Regions from separate parts of the Ovis aries genome. Here region 2 is linked to region 1. The links are chromatin contacts, called in public Hi-C maps. All regions are on one chromosome and are shown on one strand. Each heading gives the region's core, a stretch centred on a gene start, on an enhancer-like site or on the middle of the called end of the contact. The rest is flanking DNA. Distances are from core to core; before and after follow the strand shown. Region 1 overlaps RUNX1 (RUNX family transcription factor 1). Region 2 has its middle 120 kb from the start of SETD4.

Region 1 (3,421 bases), core at 124-2,623:
CTCTCAGGGCCTGGGGCGAGGGAAGCGGCCGCGGCGCCCGGAAAGGCCTCCGAGGCCTGGCCCGCCACGGCCCCCGCCTCTGGCAGGCCCCTTGGCGCTGGAGCCCTGGGGAAGCCGGAGCGGCGGCGCCGGCGGCAGCGGTCCGGCACCCCCAAATCGCGCATCGGCAGGGGGAACCAAGGCGGGGAGTGGGAAGGGAGGGTCCCTCACCCGGGGGCGGGGGCGGGCGAAGTCGACGTGGAGGGCTCCGTGCCAGGCGAGGGGGAGAGTGGATGAGCGCCCTCCCCCCGAGGGAGGGACCCAGTGGACTCCTCGCGGAGTGTAGCTGGGAGAGCCCCGCGGCCGGGCGGTGGCGTGGGGCGGGGGGAACCGGGGCCCCTCTAAGCTCCGCGAAAATGCCCGCGGCGCCGCTGGGACGGGAGCGGGGAGCATGTTCCCGCCCGCGCGCAGAGCCGGGGTGGCTTCAGCTCCCGGGGCGGCTGACGAGCGCGCGCGCGCGGGCGGGGAGTGGACCCAGGGGCCGTTTCCGGGGAGCTGGAGGTGGGTGCGGGGCGCAAACGACCTGGGCCCCGCGGGGGAACCCCGCCCGGAGGCTTTCCAGTTTCTTTCCAGTCGCTTGTTCTTGGGGCGGGGGGGGGGGGGGCGGCTTCTGAACTACGGAACTCCTTCGCTGGCCACTAAGCTCAACTCCACCTGAGCGAGGCGCGCCGCGTCAAGACGCAGCGTAAAACACCAAGAAAACAAACCCAGAAAGAAAACTCAACACAAAAAGCAGGTCGTGGAGACCGACCACCGTCTGGTCTCAGTAAAGGAATCAGCGCCACTTCGCCGCGGCTGCCAACCGGCGCCGAGCGGCTCCCCGGGCTGGGCCCTCGGCCCTTCCCGGCCCCCTCGCGGCGAGTCCCATCCATGCCGGGAAAGTGGAGGCCTTGGGGCCCCCCGGCCCCCAGGTCTCGGGAGCCTAGCGGCGGCCGCTTCATCTATCTCCATGGCTCGCGGATGCTTCTCTCCGACAGACTCTGATCCCGGACCATTTGCGGCTCAGCGCGCGGCCCCAGTCCCTCCAGGCCGACCGGCCTTCTGCTCCACCTCCTGGGTCTCCGAACCACGGCCGCCCCTGGCGCGGCCGCTCACGGCAGCCCCCCGGGGCGGGCGGGCTGACTGACTGCCGGCCGCGCAAGCCCACGAGTGTGCAAAGCCGCCGCCGTCCGCACCGGAATGGCGGTCTCGAGCGAATGTAGGAGCGTGTGGGTGCGGGTATGTGGATGCGGGGAGCGCGGCGTGGCCTCCGCACTGGCTGGCGGTGGACTCTCCACCCTGGCCGCGTACAGTAGCGCGCGGCGGCGGCGGGGGCGCGCGGGCCAATTCCAGGAGCCCGCGGCACCGAGCCGCGCCCTGCCTGATACCGGAAAGGCCTGTGATTGGCCGGCAGCCGCCCCTATGCAAACGAGCTGAGGGAATGGAATTCCTCGGGCCGGGCTTACAGTAAAAGCACGTTCATTTCCAGGCACTCTCATTCATAGAGCCAGCGGGCGCAGGCGGGACGAGCGCCCCGCGGCCGGACCCAGCCAGGGCACCACGCTGCCCGGCCCTGAGCCGGCAGGCATCTCTTGCTGGGGATACTGGGGACGCCAGAAGAAAGTCAGTCTTTGCTGTTTTTCATAGAACCGCGTTGGAACTTCGATTTTGAATTGTGTGTGGGGGAGGATTTTGTTGTTGTTTTTGCCTTTTCCTACTTTTGAATGAACTGGTTTCTTGGCTGGATGGTTCCATTTCTTTCCTGGGTGTGAACTTTTCTCCGGTTGTGTCCTTTGACAACAGCGGGAGAGAGTGCGCCGGGCTTCGTGGCGAGTGGTGAAGTGGCGCGTGTGCGTGGCAGAGTGTGCGTGCTTGTGTAACTCGAGCCGCCCCGTCTGTTGCGATCTGCGCTGCGGAGCCTTTCTCGCCAGGGCCCGCTCCACCTGCTGCGGTTCCGCGGTGTGTGGGTAAATTGGCGCGTCCGGGCAGTTCACCCGGCCGGCGCTGGGGCGACGTTGGAGGAAGCTCGTCTCGCTACTGCCCAAGTCGGGGCTGACTCACCGGAGTCGATGTAGACGGCGGCTGGCTCCCGAAGAGTGCGTGCCTGCGTGCGTCTGACTCCGCTGCAGCTCACCTCCCACCAAACCACAGGATCAGCCACAAACTTAACCAACATCCCCAAACCCGAGTTCTCAAATGTGGAGAGCTGAACCCTGAATATCATCGACTTGGATTTTTTTTTTTTAAGATCAGCTTTTTCTTTGATAAAGCTTGAATTTTCTGAACTGAGCATTTTGCCAGAATTTATTGAAAACATGACAAGTCCTTCTAGCCCAGCCCTTCAACTACTGAAGCTGATTCTCAAGGCTACTTAGAGAAGAAAAAAAAAAAACAAAAACGTGCAGCGAACATTAATGGGTTTCTGTTGTGTTTAATTTCTCTACAGATTGTATTGTAAATATTTTATGAAGTAGAGCATATGTATATGTTTATATATATGTGCACATACATTAGAAGCAGGACCTTTTGGAAGTCTCAGCTCTCGCTTTTGAGGACCGAAGCCAGTTTTGCATGAATAAAAAGTGGCGCCGTATTTGAAGACACTCGTATATTTTCTGTTGTTTGGACTTTAAACAAAACTCACCTGGGGGGAAAAAAAAGAAGAACTGACAGGCAATTAACTACTGGAACGTCCAAATCCTATATTTGCTGGTCCTTCTGCTCTCCGCATAAATAGTTTAGGAAGTGTATGGGAATTTTTGCCTCCGGGTACTTCTGTAACAGCCAAAGACTGAACCTTCAAACTCTCAAAGCAAAACTCAGAAGATAGGGTCCCTTGGCCCTTGACTTTGGATTCTGGTCGCCCACTTTTCAAAGCACTAAGCGGTCGGTGCCCGGGTCTGAGCTGAGGCCGATTGTCAGAACTAGAACTTTTTCAGCCTTCCTGGACTGTTCGTAACTTAGTCTCCCCCTCTCCCCCAGCCACCTTGCAGCAATAAAGGTCCCTGAACTTGTATGTTGGTCTCCCGGGAGCTGCTTGCTGAAGATCCGCGCCCCTGTCGCCGTTTGTTAGGAGCTGTTTGCAGGGTCCTAACTCAATCGGCTTGTTGTGATGCGTATCCCTGTAGATGCCAGCACGAGCCGCCGCTTCACGCCGCCTTCCACCGCGCTGAGCCCGGGCAAGATGAGCGAGGCGCTGCCGCTGGGCGCCCCGGACGCCGGCGCCGCCCTAGCCGGCAAGCTGAGGAGCGGCGACCGCAGCATGGTGGAGGTGCTGGCCGACCACCCGGGCGAGCTGGTGCGCACCGACAGCCCCAACTTCCTCTGCTCCGTGCTGCCCACGCACTGGCGCTGCAACAAGACCCTGCCCATCGCTTTCAAGGTAACTCGGGCCGGAGCGGGT
Region 2 (3,311 bases), core at 481-2,980, 1.1 Mb before region 1:
AGACAGGGAAGCCTGCCATGCTGCAGTCCATGGGGCTGCAAAGAGTCCGATGTGACTTACTGAACCATGAAAACCATGCAAGGGATCTGCAGGTCTGTAAAGAAAAGTCACAGTCTGTTGGGACAGAGAAGCAAGGCTATGAAGCAGGTCACAGAGGCTCAGCCAGCTCCAAGGATGCCCTACTGTGGGCTGGAGGGGTTTGGGAGGGCTGTATGAAGGGGCACCCTGGTGATTTGGGAAGGAAATGAGGGAGGACAAAAAGATATCAAATGGCAATGGTTAAAAAATATTTTTAAATTAAAAAATTTTGGCCAGATTTACTCATCCTTTGAGTCTAAAGTGTTGAGATTTTCTTCCCAAAGAAAGCCATTCTGCCTTCATGGCAAATGGCAAATGGCAAATGATAAGACCCAGGTTGGTCTCATAATCTGTCTTTTTTTCCAGACTCCCTCCCCATCACATCACTATGTATTTTCCTGAAATGTACATAATGTAGAACGGAAGCTTATTTTCACTTATTGCATTTATAGAAGAATTCAATGTTTCTTAGTCTTTGCTTTAGAAATAAATGGCATATCCTGTGTTTCTTATTCAGAAAACCCCTAAATAGGTTTATCTCTAAGTTGAGTTGCTTTTACTCATATGGGTCTTACGAGATCGGGTGATTGGACTGCCATTGGCTCACCCTGGAAGAAACCTACCAACCTTTCTTAAGATAGCTCGCAAACCTCTCTAGCACTCCCAGGACAGAGTACACTGAACTATTTTCCTTCTCTTGTAAGAAAAGAAATGTATAATAGAGTGAGTTGTAATGTGCCATTTTATATTTGCAATACATTATGATATAATTGAAGATGACAAAGAGCTTAGAATTTCCACATTTCTTAGTGATGGGAGGTATTTAAAGGTTAAACACATACATGGACACCCACATACCTTTGCATTCTTAGCATGGAAAAGTTTCTGTGTACAAACCATTGATAGTATTATAGAGACCTAAATTCAGAATGTTAGTCTTATATTTTCTTTTGGTTAGTTTGTGAGCCTAATGCTTGAGCCTATTAACATAAAGCATGCGATGAAATTAATTTCTAAGCTTATCAGAACAAAATTTAAATAAACTCACTCTTAAAGCACTGTTTCTATACTGTTCAGTCCTCTGTGTTGGGAGAAGGAATATGGGGAAATTGTTTTAAAAAATCAAAGAAAGAAACCAGCTTGTTTGCAAGGATTGTGTATTTGGAATTGCTAACAGAACAATCTTTTATTCCTAGAGCTTTTTGAAAATCATTGTCTTACCAGGAGAAAGCAAATAATTTGGCTCTTCTTTGATAGACATATTGTGTTGAATCTGGGACATTGTTTTGCCTGTAATAAACAGAAGACAGCAGAAGGAAGACATTTTCTGATGAGACACATTTACAAATTATGGAAAATCCTGATGCAAATATGATACCAATATTGGAAAATTCTTTTTTTGTTTGTCTTGTTCCTTGTATTCCCCAAAATATAGCTTGGTGTGCATTAGATGTTTAATTCTAATTTATTGCGTAAAGTACACTGTAGGTGGATGACCCGTTGCTTCGTCTCTGTGATCGGTATGTTGCCCAGTTTTTCACCCAACTGAACACTAGATGTCTCTCGATGTCCGTGTTAGACCTGCGGTAATAGGCAAGCCTCATTAACGCTTGCAGATAATGCCTGCAGCCTTGGCTAGGAAACCTTGCTGAAAGAAGGGCTCAGTTCTCCTTTTGCACTGGGCACCGGTTTCAAGTGCTCTAGACACTGTGTACACAGACAAAGCTGGTGGTGTTCGCAGCAAGTTGTTGGAAGAAGGAATAGAAGGCGCTCTTCTCCTTTAGTCGGGATTAGAGATGTGTTCTTCCCTCTCCTGGAAATACGAGGAAAATTTTAGAGTCAGCGAATTTTGAAATTAGCCAGGCGCAGACTTAGTCATGGTGTGAACACTCCCCTGCTTTGTCCCCTTCCTTCCCTCTTTCCCTAGCCTTCTCTCTTGCCCACAGGCCAGTGCGCGCCCACACACACACACACACACACACACACACACACACACACACAGAGACACAGAGACACACAGACACACACACACTTGGATAGCACTTTCTGTGTCAACACACATTTTTGGCCAGCCTGTTGTTTCCGAGGATAGTGCGTCTGCTGAACTGCTTTTCTGTGATTACAGGGGGGGTCAGATCGTCTGTTGTTGAATAGACAGGACCCAGTCCAATGCTGCCTTGGGGTCAAACTTTGAATCATCGAAGTGACAGAAAAGTTCTCCTTGGGCTGGTTCCCTGGTCTGTGTGTAATGTTTTCCCCAGGGGTTGCAGACACAGTATTAAACTGAGACGCTTTGCTGGGGCCTGGGAAGAAACTGCCCGCAGGGTGTGGTCATTGCAGCCTTCACTGTGGCCGCTTTTCCCATCCGCGTGCTGGGCTGTTGTAAAGACAGTAGAACTGAAAGCAGGAGCGTTTTCTTGGAAAAATCCATCTCTTTGGCTTCCCTGGCTTCCCTCCTTCAGAGGTTAAAGTACCTGCCTCCAATGCAGGAGACCTGGGTTCGATCCCTGGGTCGGGAAGATCCCCTGGAGAAGGAAATGGTAACCCACTCCAATATTCTCGCCTGGAAAATCCCATGGATGGAGAAGCCTGGTAGGCTACAGTCCATGGTGTCACAAAGAGTCGGACAGGACTGAGCGACTTCACTTTCACTTTCACTTTTGAATAATATGTATTCCCCACCCCCTCCATTATGGAAGTGATAACATTTCCATTGTAGAAAGTTTGGAAAAAACAGGAAAGTAAGGAAAAAAGAAACCTTACTATTTTAGAGACAAAACTGAAATCAGATTGTGTTCATAACTTTATATCCTCCTTTTCATATTACATTGTCATGAATATATCCCCATATGATTACTCTTCAGAAACCCATTTTTTAGTGGCAATGTATTATTTCCCCTTTCATCTGTGCTTCACCATGTCTAATCATTTTCCTGTTGGTGGACACTTAGGTTGTTCCAAATTTACTTCAGAAATGATGCTGAAATAAATATTGTTATACGCTCATTTTCCATATCTCTGATTAATTCCTGAGTATAAGTATCTGTAATTGGAATTCAAATGGAGAACATAAGTATTGTTTTGTTTGTTTTTGTTTGGCATTTTAAAAAATTAATGTAATTCTTGATTTCATATTGAAATGTGGTTGACTAACAATGCTGTGTTAGTTACAGGTGTACAGCAAAGAGATTCAGTTGTACTCATACCAGTATCCATTATTTTTCAAATTCTTT

Evidence for each region. Hi-C and Micro-C count contacts between places; a contact is called where the count stands out from the background.
Region 2: a Hi-C map of tail adipose tissue shows a contact between it and region 1, with 5 times the contacts expected there. The contact joins two enhancer-like sites. A contact is called at or near these places in 2 of 16 Hi-C or Micro-C datasets (hypothalamus and tail adipose tissue).

Annotation. Positions count from the first base shown.
Region 1 is chr1:267,703,558-267,706,978 of ARS-UI_Ramb_v3.0, reverse strand. RUNX1 (RUNX family transcription factor 1) reads left to right here. Exons shown (of 8, transcript XM_042238225.2): 4 at 3,147-3,400. Among named protein-coding and RNA genes, the nearest start is that of RUNX1, 170 kb to the left of the region's middle. Within about 2 kb of position 1,373, at least 38 of the 54 cell types and tissues checked have an H3K27ac peak or open chromatin away from gene starts, as enhancers often do. A contact at or near this core is called in tail adipose tissue, where this site is marked.
Region 2 is chr1:268,836,775-268,840,085 of ARS-UI_Ramb_v3.0, reverse strand. No RefSeq gene overlaps it. Among named protein-coding and RNA genes, the nearest start is that of SETD4, 120 kb to the left of the region's middle. Within about 2 kb of position 1,730, at least 14 of the 54 cell types and tissues checked have an H3K27ac peak or open chromatin away from gene starts, as enhancers often do. A contact at or near this core is called in tail adipose tissue, where this site is marked.